Regions from separate parts of the Pan troglodytes genome. Here region 2 is linked to region 1. The links are chromatin contacts, called in public Hi-C maps. All regions are on one chromosome and are shown on one strand. The core of a region is the stretch at or near the end of the contact, and the rest is flanking DNA. Distances in the headings are between cores, read along the strand shown. Region 1 overlaps MID1 (midline 1). Region 2 holds the start of MID1 (midline 1).

Region 1 (3,278 bases), core at 510-3,009:
AGTATGCCAATTCTTTCTCCTTCTGTTTCCATCCTGTATAACACAGTGGCATGTCCTCAAAACTCAGAACTTGATCTCACATTAATCAGATTGATTATTTTTCGCTGGAAAATGCTCTGGGTTTCAAACAACAAACTCCTAAAACATAAAGTATTCCTAGATTGGGGACTACCTATGAGTTACTTTTCTCTATTGAGAAAAATAAATTACTATTTAATAATTATGAGAAATCTGCTTTATGTAAGAAGTCATAAATTTCTACAAATGGACATGTGGGCTAAAAATCAACTAAATTTCACAATTACAAATCACTTCTCAAGTCTCCTAAGTTCAGTAAGGTTTTGGATACCATCAGTTTTTCAAGTGGATCCCTACCCATACAAATATAGATATTAATGAGCAGCCATTTTGACCATGGAAAAACCTACATTATGCTACTGGTACAATAAATTGTACACCAGATCAAAAGTTCTTTGAGGGCAGGGGCCTTACCAAAGTCATATTTGGAACCCAGAAAGTGCCCTGGCACATTAATAATCACGTATAATGTGGCAGAATATATTAATTCTGTGAGTGCTCAGTAAATGTCATTGAATGATATAAGAAAGGAAGGACAGCCTTTATATTATATTCATCATAAACACTGGACTGAATATAAGACCTTCAACATCCACTTGTACTACAAATGATCAGCACCTCTTCCATGTTTACTCAGAACCTCTCTTTCATAGCGCAAAGCAGGTAAGTTATTTTTTTTGGTCTGGTTTGTTTTTTCAGGAAAGTCCCCTCTTGGCATTTTGTTCTGCGCCTCAATTTTCTGTGCTCCTACTATCACCTGACCTCCTGGAGGCCATTAACCATCCTGATCTTGTGTCAATGGAATATTTTCCTCCAGAGGGGGAAAAATATTTCGGATCCAGATGGCTCCCTAATATTGTGTCCTTTTTAGTTTAAAGAAATTTTTATAACATGCCAGCTCATAAAACTGGGCAAACAAGTTTCTAAAACAAAACCGCTGAGCTCACTTTTGTGTGAAATCAAAGGAGTTGATAATGAGCCAGAATCTTCCCGATAAACTGCCTTACATGTAAACGGAGATTAGATTGCTGTTTGACCTGGCTTTATCGCCCTTTCTTTAATCACAGCGTATTTGATATTCTCTTCCTTGAATGAACTCATTTTCATAGTAGCTTTGGTCACAAGATTAAAGAATCGCTAACTAATTGTTCCAAATAAGCAGAGCAATTCTCTCTGACTCTGCCTCGGGCTCCCTGCAGTGAAGTCCGCTGCCTGATCTTCCGACCACGGGAACTTCAAGCCTGACCCCTGCAGGTAGATAACTGAAATGCACACCTCTAATCAGATCCTGGTCTTTCAAAGTCCCATCAAGTTCTGAAAATAAAAACGTTCATACTTAGTACAATAGGGATATTGATGATATTTATATGATATATTGTACTTCCTTTTCATTGTATAAATTGCTTTTGGAAAGTAGCAACCACTTGTTTAAAAAGAATTAAATTACGTCTGCAAGATACTCTGGTGCGCTTAGCCATTACTTCTTTTTGCCTATTGAGAAAAATCCAAATGATTTGATTGAACTGGGATCCTCAAGTCATGTGGGTTAAAAATGTCCTGATTTGCCCCTACCTTTTTCTAATCAAACAAATTACTCTTTGTCCAGTAACTAAATCCCCCCCTTTCACCAACGCACAGCCCAGGTTGCCATAGCTACCTTGGATGTCTATTTACCACACAAACGATCAAAGCCAGGAGACATCCACATATGCACTTAGCCTTAAAACTTGCTGGAATGTCTGTGGATAACATGCAACTACCAATTAACGGATTTGCTTGTAGCCTATGCGGTCTACAGCCAAGCGAACTAAAAACATGACTCAAAAAAATTATTTCAAAATGACCAACAAGGATCTTTAAACTGACAGCAAGTCTTATAACATTTGCTGAAAGAGAGATAGCAGAGAAGAAATTAAAATTTTAACATATGTTGAAGACACTGAGCTCTATAAACCATGCGCAAAAACTTAAAACATCTGTTGAAAGGGAACATTTCTCAGATGCATATTTAAAATTCCAGTTAGTTACTGTATCTTTCTATTAGATTTCATAAAAGCTGCCTGATCTCAATGTTGGGAGAAATGAGAACAGAACTGCCTTTTGAACTGTTAAGAGTCTGGACTTTCAAATGAAGGAAACCATACAACATACTTGGGACACAATATACTTGCCAGTTACAGAATGATAAGAAAAAGAATGCCGTAAGAGAGATTCTGTTTTAATCCCTAGAATGCCATTTGACATCCTAAACCTGCACAGGTAGTCTTTCTGGGTGGGTGAGTATTCATCCCCAGACTTGCCCCTAACTTGCTGTGTCTCTTTATATTTAACCTTTCTCTGCCTTCGTCTCACCATTTGTTCAATGAGGATCAAATTGCCACCTCGTTCTCTCCTGGGGATGTGGCAGAGAATAAATAGATCGTGTTTGTAAAGGACTTTCTAATCCTCAGAGGAAAGATTAATACGAAGACTTTCATTATTAAGCCAGATGTCCTTGGGCATTTTAATTCCAATCTAAAGAATGCAGAACGGGCTAACCAAACAGATTCACGGCTTCCTTGAAAAAGCAGCATCCTGGCCTTGCAAGAATTTAGCAGCTACGAGACTTACTTTGTTTTAGTAGATCAGAAATACATCATGCACCTTCTTCCCTTAGAGTTTTTTTTCTAAAGTTATCAGGAGTTAAAAACACAAAATATGTCTAGTAGGCAATTTTGCCTAGAGAATCTGATTTTTCCCCCAGCTCAAGAATGAACTATTTGTTCTTCTTGTGTGTAGGGACAATGGGTGGCTTGCCATGTGGGGAGGATATATGCAGTTGCGGGAATGCCACAGGCAAACCTGTTGTTTTTGGCCAGGCTTCTAGAACAGGTGGCCATGCTTTTCCTTTTGCCTGGGAACAGAGCAAATTCCTTCTCAAGGAAGGTTCATAAAAGTTTCCCGTTTATGATCAGAGGGCAGAGACAAGTTGGCACATATTTTAAAATTACTTCCTGATCAAGGTGAATCAGATTTACACTTTTCTTTGGCCTAACTCAGCCGTGGCCTTAGGAACCCTCAAAGAATACTATCCTTCTAGACCTGAAGTGGTGGCTTCAGGAGTGTTCCTTTTCTGCCAACCTGGCAGAAGCCCAAACCCCTCTGAATCTTATAGCTAGGCAAACAGCCTTCTAATTCTGCGGGCAATTTCTGGCTACCCA
Region 2 (3,278 bases), core at 284-2,783, 490 kb after region 1:
TGGGGGAGAGAACAGAGAGTTCTGGGAGATACAGGGAACCATGGGAGAGAATACAGTGTTGTGGGAGAGATGGAATAATTATGAGAATGAAGGGAGAATTGTGGGAGAAATGAAATCATGAAAAAGAATATTGTGAAAGAACAGAATTATGAGAGATAATGGGGAATTATGGGAGAGACTGGGGAATAAGAACAGAGTATTGTGAATGAACAGAACATTGTGGAAATGAATAATTTTGAGGAATTGTGACAGACAGAGTCATAGGGAATGATGGAAAAGACAGAGAACTGTGGGAGGAATGGAACTGTGGGAAACAGAATTTTGAGAGATACAAGAATTTGTAGGAAAGAATAAAGGCTTGCTGGGAAACCCAGCAAATTTTGGGAAAAACAACAGAATTATGGGCAAGACAGGGAATTGTGGGACAGAAAAGTGAATTGTGGGAGACACAAGGAATCATGGGAGAAACAAGAGAATTGTGAGCAAGACAAGGAATTGTGGGACAGAAAAATGAATTGTGGGAAGGAATAGAATTTTGGGAGTGACATGGGATTGTGGGAGAAATAAGGAATTGTGGGAGAGACAGAAGATTGTGGAAAGAACTGAGAATTGTGGGAGACAGAACTGTGGGTAACAAAACAGAATTGCGGGAGTGAAAAGGAATTGTGGGAGGGACAAAAGAATTGTGGGTAAAGAGAGAAGTTGAGCTGTGATAGTTGAAATGGAATCCTTGGGCTATCCTGTAGGCAGTTCTGATGCTGGGATGGCCCTTCTGAGTTGTCCCCTTTGGGGCTAGGGGCCTGGACTTATGTGCCCTTGCAGAGACCCTCATAGGATGCAGATCGTCCCCAAGGAGGGAAAGTGATTTTGTGTGAGGCAATTCTCTTAGGCAGAGGACAATTCCTGGAGACTCAGCTGAAAGCTGTGAGCCCCCAACACTTTCTGCACCAGGGGACATCTGGACGTATTTCACAGAGCCACTATAGTTATATAGAAAGATATATGTTTCTTTATTAACACTTTAAGTAACAAGATCAAATTACCTTAATTTCAAAGTAGTGGATGGATGATATTTTGAGACAGGCACAACAACCATAAGTGACATAATTTATCTGTAATGTGTATTAGTGCCACATACAGCTAAGAGTACTAGGATTTATTGCCTACATCCCTGATGGAAGAAAATGCTAAATTTCTGTTGGAGGTAAATGAAAATACAGACATTCAAAATCACATACCCAGTTAAGAAGAATTTAGCAGCCAGAACACTGTCTTGTTCACTTTTGGATCTCCACCACCAAAGTTATGGGCACCTACTAACGTTTCTTGAATCATTGCTACAATTAAAACCGATGAGATAAGATTTAAAAAAAAAACAGAAATTTAAAAACTCCTCCAAAGCACTCCTTCTGCCGCATAAAGCATACATAGTAGAGCTCTTCACTCTAGGGAAGCCTCTGGAGCAAACAACCTTCCCTGCCACCGCCGGCATTTTGAAAAAGGCTCCTGGCCTGGAGGGGCGGGCCCAGAAAGCGGCCCCCGCAGCAGTTACAGGCCGAGGCGAGGAGGGGACGGAACCCGCTCTCCGTGATTGACGGAAAATATTACTCTTCAGCCCGCCTCCCGCGTGCCCGGAAGTCCCGCCTTCTAAAAAGGAAGTAGGGGTGCGTGAGAACGCCGGCGGTGACCGCAGCCACAGCGGTGACTGAGTGAGAGGAAGGCGGCGGCGGCGGCGGCGGCGGCGTGAAGTCACTGCTGCTCTGGGTTCGGGTTGGCGACTGAAGGCGGTACCGGCTTCCCGGAACAGCCCGGGGGAGGGCTTAGGTGCAAAAGGGCAGGCTGACCGCGGCCGGTTTGGTCTGGGGACCACGGGCTGGAGCAGGTGGGCAAGCGCCGGGACGGTGTGGGGAAGACACTTGGCAGCTTCTCGACCTCTGGTGTCCCTTCGTTTCTTCGAATTCCTATTCATGCGCCGCACCCTTCCCGGACCCCCAGACCCTCGCTAAGGCTCTGGGGATGGGGGTCAAGTCTAGGCTCAATGGACCTCCCCTCCTCCACCCGGGTCACCACTCCTAGGAAATCCTCGCCCCACCCCCGCCTCAGGCCTGTACCTCCTGGCTGTGACGTGGTTTCTCAGCGACTGCCTCACCTCAGTCCCAAAATCCTCACTGCCTTAGATACATACGTGCCCCCAGAGGTTGGCCTGGGTTTCACAGTATTTCCCTAAGGGGGCAATATATTAAAGCTGTCCGTCGAAGTTAGTACCCTGCCTGGTAGATGCCCATGGGATGACAAAGAGGAGGAACAAGGGTTGACCAGATTAAGACTAACGAGAGAATAGTCTGAGTCCAGAGACATTAATCTGTCTCTTTGTTTTGGCAGGTGGAAATTTAAAATTGTTTACAGTCAACACTGTTTCCAGCCATGGGTTTGTCTCCATCTGCTCCTGCTGTTGCAGTTCAGGCCTCAAATGCTTCAGCGTCCCCACCTTCAGGATGCCCGATGCATGAAGGGAAAATGAAAGGTAATCGGCCCTTTGCCTAGAAAATAAAAACAAAAGATAATTCACGGCTGGGTGCGGTGGTTCACGCCTGTGACAGCACTTTGGGAGGCCGAGGTGGGTGGATTGCTTGAGCTCAGGACTTCGAGACCAGCCTGGGCAACATGGCAAAAACCTCCCTCTACAAAAAAATACAAACATTAGCCAGACGTGCTGGTGGGTGCCCGTAGTACCAGCTACTTTGGAGGCTGAGGTGGGTAGGATCGCCTGGGAGGCCAAGGTTGCAGTGAGCCAAGATTGTGCCACTGCACTCCGGCCTGGGTGACAGAGTGAGACTGTGTCTTAAAAAAAGTCTTGAAAGGCTCTAAAGGAAGAGGCAGTGTAGTAGTATGCTGCTGAGGCTGGTAGGCATGGGAGTCAGGCACCCTGGGTCTGGTCGTTATTTTGCGTCTTATTGAGGTTTGTGACTCTAAACAAGTTAACTCTGTTAGCCTCAGTCTGTCATCTGTAAGATAAAGATATAATAATGTTTCACAGGCCTGTCATGATGATTGAGGTAGTACATGAGAACGTAGTGAGTACTCTAAACCAGCCCCAACTTCCCAAAGTTTACTTGTGCCTACATCAGTGGTTCTTAACTGGAGGGGGGCAATCCCCCCTTCCCACAGGGGACATTTGCCAATATCTGGAGGCATTTTTGGTTGTCACAACTGAGAGGAAAGTGAATAGAGGGCAGGAGTGCTCCTAAACATCCTACAATGTACAGAACAGCCCCCCA

The links. A called contact is a pair of places that touch in the nucleus more often than the background predicts.
Region 2: a contact with region 1 is called in a Hi-C map of stem cell-derived neural progenitor cells, with 4 times the contacts expected there. The contact joins the promoter of MID1 here to the enhancer-like site in region 1. A contact is called at or near these places in 1 of 7 Hi-C or Micro-C datasets (stem cell-derived neural progenitor cells), 1 of 1 datasets of contacts at active chromatin or transcription factors (stem cell-derived excitatory neurons) and 1 of 1 other capture datasets (stem cell-derived neural stem cells).

Annotation. Positions count from the first base shown.
Region 1 is chrX:11,205,877-11,209,154 of NHGRI_mPanTro3-v2.0_pri, forward strand. The region is part of intron 3 of MID1 (midline 1); the gene reads right to left. Among named protein-coding and RNA genes, the nearest start is that of CLCN4, 460 kb to the left of the region's middle. Within about 2 kb of position 1,760, at least 2 of the 24 cell types and tissues checked have an H3K27ac peak or open chromatin away from gene starts, as enhancers often do. A contact at or near this core is called in stem cell-derived neural progenitor cells, where this site is marked.
Region 2 is chrX:11,698,839-11,702,116 of NHGRI_mPanTro3-v2.0_pri, forward strand. MID1 (midline 1) reads right to left here and starts at 1,534. Exons shown (of 12, transcript XM_063804568.1): 1 at 1,239-1,534. HCCS (holocytochrome c synthase) reads left to right here and starts at 1,638. Exons shown (of 7, transcript XM_016942741.3): 1 at 1,638-1,882; 2 at 2,383-2,524. The coding sequence starts at 2,425.